Regions from separate parts of the Zea mays genome. Here region 2 is linked to region 1. The links are chromatin contacts, called in public Hi-C maps. All regions are on one chromosome and are shown on one strand. The core of a region is the stretch at or near the end of the contact, and the rest is flanking DNA. Distances in the headings are between cores, read along the strand shown.

Region 1 (5,223 bases), core at 1,223-3,722:
CTCACAGCCTTCTTGTTCCTTTCCTTGGCAGCAATGTGTAGAGGAGTCCCTGTGCTCAACCAAGAAAAGAGCCAATCAGACTCCCAGGATAAAAATAACAGGTCCACTCATATCGTTATTCTGTATAAGCATGTTTTGCGCCCACTATTGCTAGAGAAGTAGAGGCATATATATGATTTAATCAAGAAATAGTTTCTACCATACAAAAACTGACACGTATGTCCTTAGGCATGAACTGAAACCATGTTAAATCATTAGGATGCAACTTCGGTTGAAACTGAATGAATTTGAGGCCCAGAATAACCAGGGAGGCATCACTACTGCATATACTTGTCCACAAGAATGTAACATCCAGGTCTCGGTGGAGGGGGATTGCAATTCCGCCGATAATAGATGGAAGGACAACTACGCGGATTCATAGTCATTGCATAGCACAGACAGCATATGGTGGAATGATATGTTCATGAAGCAGCATCAACTCCAACAGGAAACAAGATTAATGACACCGAAATGTGCATACTCAAAACCTTTGCTCTCTAGCAATGGGTCAGAGGAAGTGTGAACTTACAGCCGCATGCCCCTTTTGTTCGAGCATCAATATTGGCACCACGCTCCAGTAGTTCATCCATGATTTTAACATGCCCACCCTGAGCAGCCAGATGGAGTGGGGTAGCACCAGGACATTTTGGTCCCCATGCAGGTGCATTCACATCCATCCCCCCCTCATCCAGGAGACGTCGGACCTAGGCAGAGAGAGAGAGAAAACCATATTTATTATCTAATTAGATAGGTGAGTAAGCAAAAACATTTGGCACTAGGCACCGTCGCACCAACAGGCAACAAGAGAAATAGAAAGACACCATTACTAATGAAGGTTAATATATATCCAGGGATGAGTATCATTGTAAAGGCCTAGGATGAATACCATTCTAAAGGACTAAAAACAGTGGTATTTCTTCCCAAATGTGTCTATAACAATTGCCAAATGAGTCAACGCAGTATATTTATTGCTAGTGGAAGCACATGAAATCAAGGAATAAGAAAAAGGGAAATAGTTATGTACAGCCAGTCACAGATGAAGATTGGAACAATATTTGATGAAAAACTAGAATTGAGAACCAGCTAATTCAGAACGATTCGAGATAGTAGAATTTTGAACATGGTCATATGGGCTTAAGATGGGCACAGAATTTTGATATATAATTATAAAGGTGACGGCCAACAAAACTAATTATACATCTAGAAGTAGTTGTTTGTTTGGATTGCTCTGCTTAGCTTCAGGGTGGTGACAAAAAGGATTCCTGAAATACTGGTTGCCTTGACCTGAGTGCAATTTTATGTATTTAGTGTTATTTTGTGTGTGATGCATGCACACAATCCATGTGAACCAACACGTGCTGGAATCTGTATATGGTATCTGACGATATGGATAGAAACGGTTACACTCTATTTCCATCGTATATTACACATAATAAGAACTAGTTTGGGAACTCCATTTTTCCAAGGGATTCCTATTTTCCTAAGGAACAATGAACTAATTTCTCTTAGGAAAATAGAAATCCCTTGGAAAAATGGGATTCCCAAACTAGCCCTAAGTTGGACATTTGCTGGCCACCTTTGGCAATATTTTATATACCAGATCATCAATCAATACAATGGCGGGCTCCTTTTCCCCCTTCAAACGTTTTGGTAAATTGTATGGGTTCACAATCTAATCTAGTTTATGGGTTCACAATCTAATCTAGTTTGGTATAGCATGCAATGTATCATCAATCATTAAGAGAAATACAAAGGTAGAGAGGTTATGTATGAATGATGGTTACCTCCTTGAGGTCTCCCTTGCGAGCAGCAACATGGAGCGGGTTCCAGCCACGGTCGTCCGCGTCGTGGCAGCTCCGAAGGCGGCTCATGCTGAGCGACCTGCGCACCTGCACCATGGTATTTTGGTATCCTTGGCGGCTCCTCGAGCAGCAGGACAGGGGAGGATCTCGAGACTCAGATCCAAAGCAACGGAACAATGAAACGAACGGGAGTAAAATAGCGGGGATCGGTTCCGATGGAGGAAGCGGCCGGGGGCGGAGGCGGAAGCACTCAGAGATCGGAATCGGAGAAAGAGGGATAGGAGGAAACGGCTAGCGGGAGTAGTTGCCCATGCCGAAGGGAGCCAAGGGATTCAAGCCGGGTCCGAGGGCGCGGAGGTTCTTGTGGAGCATCGGCGAGGAAGACGGCGGCGTCGATGAGCGGCACGGGGCGTAAACCATAGTATGGAGGCACGTGCTGTCTGGTCTGGTGGTGGTGCCGGTGTATTTGTTCCCTTCTCGTTCCCTACTCCAATCGAATCGGAATTCGACCGCCAGGCAGTCTAGAGGAAGTCGGAATTGGGGATCATTGCTAGCCTATCCCGCCGCCGATCTGCGTCTGCCTGGTGGTGGTGGTGGGAGCGAGAGCCGAGAGGGAAGAGGCAAACCCTAGAATTTATTATTTAGGAAGAAGAACAACAAATCAGAATCCAATTCCCATCCTTCTTATTTTTGTTTTCTGAGACAAACTTCTATTTGTGGATGGATAGACAGAATTGCCCCCGAGCGGCCAAAACGGAAACGACCCGAGCCGACCAAGCCAGGGTTCGTCGGGTGCCCGTGCTGCTCAGATGACGCAAGAGGTAGCCCATGGACTAGGAAATGGAGGCCCATGAAGGGCCCACCTAGATTTCATTCCGCTACGGTTGCGACGGACGATGATTCCCACTCCATTTTGTTGCGGTGCAGAATCCCACCCGCCGGCAAAAACCCTCTTCTCCTTCTTCTCTCCGCCGCCGCCGCCATGGCCGCCGCCGTCGCACGCTCCCGCGCCGCCGCGGCGTGGGTCCGCCTCCTTTCCTTGCGTCCGCATAGCCTCGCGGGTTCCACCGCACTCCCACGCCACGGCCATCACCTAGGCTCGCGGATCACGCCGCCGCGCCGCCACCTGGCATTCTCCGCCTCATCCGGGGACGCCAGGCCCCACCAGAAGTTCCAGAGCGAGTGGGTCGTGCACGAGCTGCTCGCTGAGGTCGAGCGCGAGCGCCAGCGGGAGCGACAGGACCGCCGCGCAAAGGACGGCAAAGACCAGGAGGAAGAGCCGGAGGAAGACGAAGAGGACTACATGGGCGTCAAGCCGCTCATTGAGAAGCTCGAGCGACGCAAGACCAAGGATATGGCCGCCGGCGAAGGCTTCTGGGAGCCCACCGACTCCGACAGCGACGAGGACGACGAGCGCTACACGCCCGATGCCATCAAGCAGCGCGTCGACGAGTTCGAGCGCAAGTGCAAGCGCCATGAGGAGTTCCTGCAATCATTCGCAGAGGCCGGTAATGAACCTACTTACCAGCCTCATCTCATCCCGTCCTCCATCCATTTCCGCCTCGTTTATTCCTTCAACAATTCTCTGTCTTTTGCTGCCATGGCCAAATGTGACAGACACCCTAGACGAGGCTCACAAATGGATGACCAAAATCAACAACTTTGAGGAGCGCCATCTCAAGCTGCCACTGGAGTACAGGGTCATCGGCGACATGATGAACCGTCTCAAGGATGCCACGGGGAAAGAGCGCTTCGTTCTCCTTCAGAAGCTCAACCGAGCCGTCAGGATCATGGAAATCAAGGAAGCCTACGACCCCAGTAACCCTGCAAACTTTGGGATCATCCAGCACCAGCAGGTTGGTTCTCCTGAGGATGTCGTGCTCAATGCCGGCTTTGATAAGGAGAAGCAGATGATCCAAGGGGCAGAACTTGAGGATGTCGACGAGGAATTCAATGATGTGAAGGAGAGGGATGATATTCTCATAGATAAACTCGATGCTATTGAAAAGAAGATTGAGGGGAAGCTAGAACTGTTGGATCATACCTTCGGTAAGAAAGGCAGAGCTTTGGAGGAGGAAATCAAGGATTTGGTGGAGGAACGCAATTCCCTGTCCGAGAAGAGCAGGAGACCTATGTACAGAAAAGTAAGTAGAATCATCAATTGAAAATAGTCCAATCAGCCTAGCAATCTTTTGATTGGATATATCTTCCATCGATGTCTTTCATGTTGCTTTATGTGCTAACATGGATATCATCATGACACACCTTACAGGGTTTTGATGTGAAAGTTATCGATGTTAACAGGACATGCAAAGTCACAAAGGTTATCGTTCTTTGTTTGAGTGACTTCAACTGATAATTAGTCTTTTCGCCAACTCTGTTGCCTAATTTTACATCTTGTTTATCAGGGAGGCCAAATAGCAAAATTCACAGCGCTATTGGCCACTGGAAATTACAATGGTGTTGTTGGCTTCGCTAAGGCTAAAGGCCCAACAGCCAAGATTGCAATACAGAGAGTATGGATGATTTACCTTTCCAAACAAATTACTAAACTCGTTCATGGTGCCATTTAAGGCAGTAGCATTGTGTGTGTGTGTGTGTAGAATCGTTGATCTCAGAAATATGTGATAGTTACCTGGGATCTCTCATGTATGCTAGATGGTTGAGCAACTGGTTTCATGCTTCATTCGGAATTAGCTGAGTCAACTGAGGCATCTAGGTCTGACAGGAAGTGTCTTTTTTAATTATTCTTTTCACCAGGCGTATGAGAAATGCTTCCAGAATCTCCACTACATGGAGCGATACGAGGATCACACAATCGCTCATGCTATCCAGGCCAAATATGAGAAAACAAAGGTGAACACATGGAAATACCGAATTTCTCTTATATTTGTCAATCCTGCTGTGGTAACTCTGGTGGACCTGATTGTGTATCTTAAGATATATCTCTGGCCTGGGCCAATGAGGAGTGGAATGTCTGCTGCTGGTAGGACTGTTGAGACTGTGCTGTACTTGGCTGGTTTCAGCAATGTCAAGACAAAGGTGTGATTCTTGAGTCCCAGCTATCACTATCAGTCCTTTTTCAAAATTGTGATTTCCTTTCTATTTTTTTCTTCTGCAGATTATCGGATCAAGGAACCCACTTAATGTGATTAAAGCTCTCTTCATAGCTTTGAATGCTGTATGTGCCCATTTCTTGCTCAAAATCTGCCCAATTCAATCTCCTCATCCTTGATATTTATTTGTTTATAGATCATCTTCTCAAATTTTTCAATCATTTTGCTTCCAGATTGAAACCCCGAAGGATGTCCAACAGAAGTTTGGGCGTACTGTCGTCGAGTCATATTTATTGTGATCATCATGATTGTTTGGAGGACACAGA
Region 2 (5,223 bases), core at 1,009-3,508, 580 kb before region 1:
ATTTACATTATAAGAATTGTCATGATAATATAGGTTTGGAAATCAGAATACAAAACTTTTGATTACATATTAGAGACAAGGGTAAAGTTAGGCTTGCAACTACTTCCTCCGTCCACATGAGTTTATCCTTTTAGGTCTGCCCTAAGTCAATCATCATGGACTTTGACTAGTTTTACCATATGGTTCATAAAATTTTACAACATAAAAGCAAAAACAAAATATTCATTATAACTTGAACTATCATAATATATACTATCCCCGTTCTCGAATATTTGTCATCCGCTAGTTTATTTTTGAACTAAACTGCGACAAATAAAAAAGAACTGAGGGAATAAATTTTTTAGTTTAAAACAATTTATTCTTTTATATATATCGTTGATCAAAGTTTAAATATTTTGACTTACGAAAAAATCTAGAAAGACAAATTTATGTGGACGGAGGGAGTAGAACTTAATTTATCATGAAAAAATTAGGAAAGCTCAATCCATCGCCTGTTGGGCATTGTGATACTCTTGATACCACCGTGTAGTATAGCTCTCACAACAATAACGATTTGGTGAGATACATGAAAAAGAAAGCCACAGCCCAAATACTCGTAGTAAGCAGCTTAATGCAGCTAGAAAGCACACATTGTAGCGGTTTGTTTTTATTGAACACGGGTACCGGATGCTGCTGCTAGGTTGTGGAAATTGATGCAATAATTAATTAATGAAGAGAGACGGTGATGTGATCATCAGAGGCCGAGGAGCTGGCAGTTCTCCCAGATGGTCTTGGCGGAGCGGCGCAGTCGTTTGGCCTCCTCCTCGGTGAGCTCCATCTCGGCGACGCCCTGGACGCCGGCGCGGCCGAGCCTGGCGGGCAGGCTGAGGAAGACGTCGTTCCCGTCGGGGATGCCGTGGAACCCCCTGGCGAGGACGGAGACCGGGTGGATGCGGCGCTGGTCCCGGAGCAGCGACGCGGCGAGGCTGGCGACGGAGTAGCCGATGGCCCAGGAGGTGTAGCCCTTGAGGCTGATGACCTCGTAGGCGCTGTCGACGACGGCGCGGCGGATGCCCTCCAGCGCCTCCTCGTCGAAGCAGCGGTGGCTCTCCTGCAGCGACTTGAGCACCGGCATCCCCGCCACGCTCACGCTCGACCACACCGCCACCGAGCTGTCGCCGTGCTCGCCGACCATGTACGCCTGCAAAACAAATTGATTGATTCATAGACATGTTGTATGCTCAGTTCTACCAAGATTTAAATCAGATCAAATCTTCTTCCTTCTTCTTTTTTTACCAAGTTTATGCTCTCGGTTTTACCGAGTTTAAAATCAGCTCAAATCTTTTTACCAAGTTTATGCTCAGTTTTACCCTACATTTAAAATATGAAATCTTTTGGAGACGCTCTTAGCAACCAGAGGAGTGGTCACAGTCCAACGGGAACTGATGCCTCTGGCAGATGTGGGCCAATGGCAGATGTCATTACTCCTCACGAACCTGTACGTCCTGGGCGTTGACGTCGAGGTGCTCGGCGAGAAGGAACCTGAACCTGGACGAGTCGAGGTTGGTGCCGGATCCGATGACGCGGCTGGCCGGGAAGCCCGAAAGCTTCCAGGCGACGTAGGTGAGCACGTCCACGGGGTTGGACACGACGAGCAGCAGCGCGTCGTGGGACTGCTCCGCCAGCGGCGGCACGATCTTGCGGAACAGCGCCACGTTCCGCTGGAGCAGGTCGAGCCTCGTCTCGCCCTGGATCTGCCGCGCCCCGGCCGTCACGATGACCAGGTCCGAGCCCCTGGTCACGGACATGTCGGTGCCGGACACGAGGCGCGTGCGCGGCAGGAACGCCGCCGCGTGCTGCAGGTCCAGCATCTCCCCGCGGAGCTTGTCCGGGACCGCGTCCACCAGCGCGATCTCGTCGGCCAGGTCGCGCGTGAGGATGGTCTGCGCGATGGCCATCCCCACGTTGCCCGCGCCGATGACCGACACCTTGGTCAGCCTCCGCCGGTGGTGCTGCGACGTCGGCGTCGACGAGTCGCCGGACACAGGGCGGAAGAAGCCCGACGACGCGTCGCCGGCGTCGAAGCCCAGCTCGGAGAGCGAAGTGGCCTTCTTCATCTTCTTCTTCCCACCGGTGGTGCTGCTGTTGCGGGCGGAATGGGATGGGATTACGTGTGTGATATGATCTGGTTGGGTCAAATCTCCGCGGATCGGATTTCTCTGTGGAGGAAGGAAGGAATGGCAATGGGCAATGGCTACTCGACTCGTGGGAGGGGAAAGGTCCACCACCCTGCTCTTTATATATTCAATTCCATTAATACCCTGGCCCCACACCAAAGACCAAACCACTTCACCGGTTTGGAGCCGCTGGTTAAAATTGTTTCGTTTCAAAAAAAATCTTAAATTTGAACATACCAAGGTGCGGTTTAGTGCTTCACTAAACTGAAGTAGATAGGGCCGGTTGACGACAGTTACCCACCATACTACTAGTGATTAAAAAAACAATTCATTGAATAGTTCCTTCTCTTTGCATACGCTACCATCAAGGGTCTTTTACTGCTGTAAGAGCTAGTTTAGGAGCTAAAATACTGGAGAGAATTAGAGGGGTTAAAACTCTCTTCTTATTTAAAATTAAATAAGTGAATTTTATCTCATTTAATCTCTTCCATTTTTATGGCTTCAAACTAGCCCTAAGTGTGATCGTGCTATCTATATGAACTTTGAACTTATTTTATCATATTTACATCTGTTCGTCGCACAACTCTCCCGGCACAACAGTTTAGGTCCTTTAACTTTTCTACCTTGGTGGTATTCTCTTAATAATAACACATATGAGTAGTATTCGATGTTGAGCATGTTCGTTTAACTTTAATCTATATTGATTTTTACTGCTTATTCAGTGTCTTGCAGTTGTATTAGTCGAACAACTGTCAGGGAACAACCTCGTTCGTGACGCTTTCGCTTTCCTTTGTTGCGTCTTTGTTCGAAAGGCGTGCAAGTCGGTGATAAAAATAAATCAACGATCGATGACTCGTACGGCCGGTGGAGACCATCATCAACCAACGATACAAAGGGTGTAATTAGCGACCGAAACAAACAGGGGGGCGCGCGCATGGTTTTGTGAGCTTTCTCTACTTATAATAATATATGCGTAGTATAAAATAATGACGCAGCACCAGTACATTGTGGTTATATAAGTACGCCATTTGTTATGACTTATATAAGTGCTCTAAGGTTACACATACAAATATTCATAATGTTTTCTACAAGTCTAATAAAGCTTTGGAAAATATTGAATTGGTCAAAATCTATGACTGCATTTTTCATTTAGATAACATTTAGTACATCTCAGCTTTACTGTTGAAGCTTCTTCTTTTGTAAAGCAACTTCGCGAGCGACTTTATCAGTAAAATTGAGCTGTTTTTTTTTAAAAAAAAATGTTTAGTAAAGCAGCTTTACTAAGAGCTCCACATGTATGTCGGACAGAAGAAAATGAGAGAGAGAGAGAGAGCTGTGAAAGGTTATGGGAAAAGGCAAGCATGTGCTGTGTGTCTGGCGAGGCAAATCCTGGAGCTGAGCAGCCGGTTTTCACTCACCTGGTCAATTAACCAAAACCACGCGTACCGCCGCCACTCTTGCTACATCAACGTATCAATCGATAAGCATCTGCATCCTGTATCATTGTTTACTAGTACATAACATATGGCTTAATTTGTACCTTCTCTTGACTTTTACGTACATAACAAGATGCAGCATTATGTTAACAAATAATAATGCCCTAGTCAAGATGAAAGAATTGATTCGTCTCCAAAGAATAAACAGTCTGTGTATGCGGCTGGCTAGCACAGTAGTAGTACACTATAACAACAACACTACAGAGCCATGCTTCTCACACTACAAAGACACACACCTTCTCCTCTATCCTTCTCCAGGGAACTAAAACCAAAATGGCGTTGTTTGCGTTTTAAACAAACTGGGTAGGGGCAGATTATCTGTACAAGGGCATCTGCATGCTGCTTCTCTTCCCTTCCCACCTGTAAACAAAGGCCCACCCAACCCTTTCCCTTCTCTCTAAAACACAAAACCAACATATATGTATATATGGCTACAAAAAAAAACCCTGCATCTCTATTAGTACAGGCCTGACGCACCTCGGTGGTTTAGAGCGCGCCCCAGAATCTCGTGCAAAGTCACACCAAGCCCATTCCAGCTGCGGCATCCCCGTGGTCAGCATTTTAAGGGCACCTTCTTTTCTGTCACCTGCTTGGGGAGGGGTTGTCATCGCTGCCTTTAAGACACGAGTTGCGACGGTCATGCTGACCAGTCGCCAGTTACAGCTCGACCTCATGAAGATCCTCTGCCAATCCATTGAGATGCCCTGATGAGTTGCTGTTGGAACGGCTGTGTGGTGGTTTGCCAGGCATCAGTGGTGAATGCGTCGTCTGTCTGTCAGGCGATATAGTGCCCGCAAAAGCATTAAACTGCTCAGAGTATGTCCCACTCCAGGACGCGGCTCGAGATTTTGAGAATGAGCTGTCGTTGCTTAATGACGATACCCCGGAACCCTGGTAAGGGGTGGAGATGTTCTCCATACTAGATTGCCGATAAATTGTTGATTGCACTGGTGATGGAAATTGCGTGGGTGGTGGGGTTGAAGAAAATGATGTTTCTGCTGGCGGTGAGGCTGACCGCTCATCCTGATGGATGGTTTCACTGTGTATCTCTGCTGCTTGGTGTGGTATCATCTGATCCGCGGCAACAGGTGCTGCAGTTGGCATGAAGAACTTGGCACCAGCTGGTGGTGTCATAGATGGAGCAGCTGGTTTGTTATATGATGGCATTGCACCAGATGCACCTGATCTATTGAATGTGTCAACATATCTAAAATGAAAAACAGAGAGAAAACCCATCAGTTTGCCAGATAATACCTTGGAGAGCAATATAGAAATATAATTAAAAAGTAGTAAATGTCAATGCCACTGTTGAATTACCTGGACCGGACACCCATCCGTCCACGAGCAGAAAACTGGTTTTGGCTAGGTGGAATTGGCGGCATACCCAGACCTTGCTCTGAAGAATTTGAGGATTTCCATTCTGTGACTCCATTGGGAGCATGGCTTACGCTCATGGGGCCATTCAACTTATTGTCTAGCATACCATTCTGGAAAGATGGTTTTGTTGGAGGTGGAGGAAGAGGAGGCTCTTCGGCAGGAACAGCAGCACCTTCCTCCACCCACCGCTTCAA

What was found. A called contact is a pair of places that touch in the nucleus more often than the background predicts.
Region 2: a Hi-C map of ear shows a contact between it and region 1, with 2.2 times the contacts expected there. The contact joins the promoter of LOC100282503 here to the promoter of LOC100272874 in region 1. A contact is called at or near these places in 2 of 25 Hi-C or Micro-C datasets (ear and tassel).

The regions. Positions count from the first base shown.
Region 1 is chr5:68,795,775-68,800,997 of Zm-B73-REFERENCE-NAM-5.0, reverse strand. It overlaps LOC100272874 (ankyrin-3), which reads right to left and starts at 2,472. Exons shown (of 3, transcript NM_001147327.1): 1 at 1,824-2,472; 2 at 569-743; 3 at 1-49. The coding sequence starts at 1,937. LOC100281473 reads left to right here and starts at 2,716. Exons shown (of 8, transcript NM_001196170.2): 1 at 2,716-3,349; 2 at 3,459-3,985; 3 at 4,114-4,164; 4 at 4,250-4,357; 5 at 4,602-4,697; 6 at 4,782-4,883; 7 at 4,963-5,022; 8 at 5,131-5,223. The coding sequence starts at 2,824. The coding sequence ends at 5,196.
Region 2 is chr5:69,374,618-69,379,840 of Zm-B73-REFERENCE-NAM-5.0, reverse strand. LOC100282503 (lactate dehydrogenase1) reads right to left here and starts at 2,258. Exons shown (of 2, transcript NM_001155412.2): 1 at 1,476-2,258; 2 at 383-1,180. The coding sequence starts at 2,096. The coding sequence ends at 734.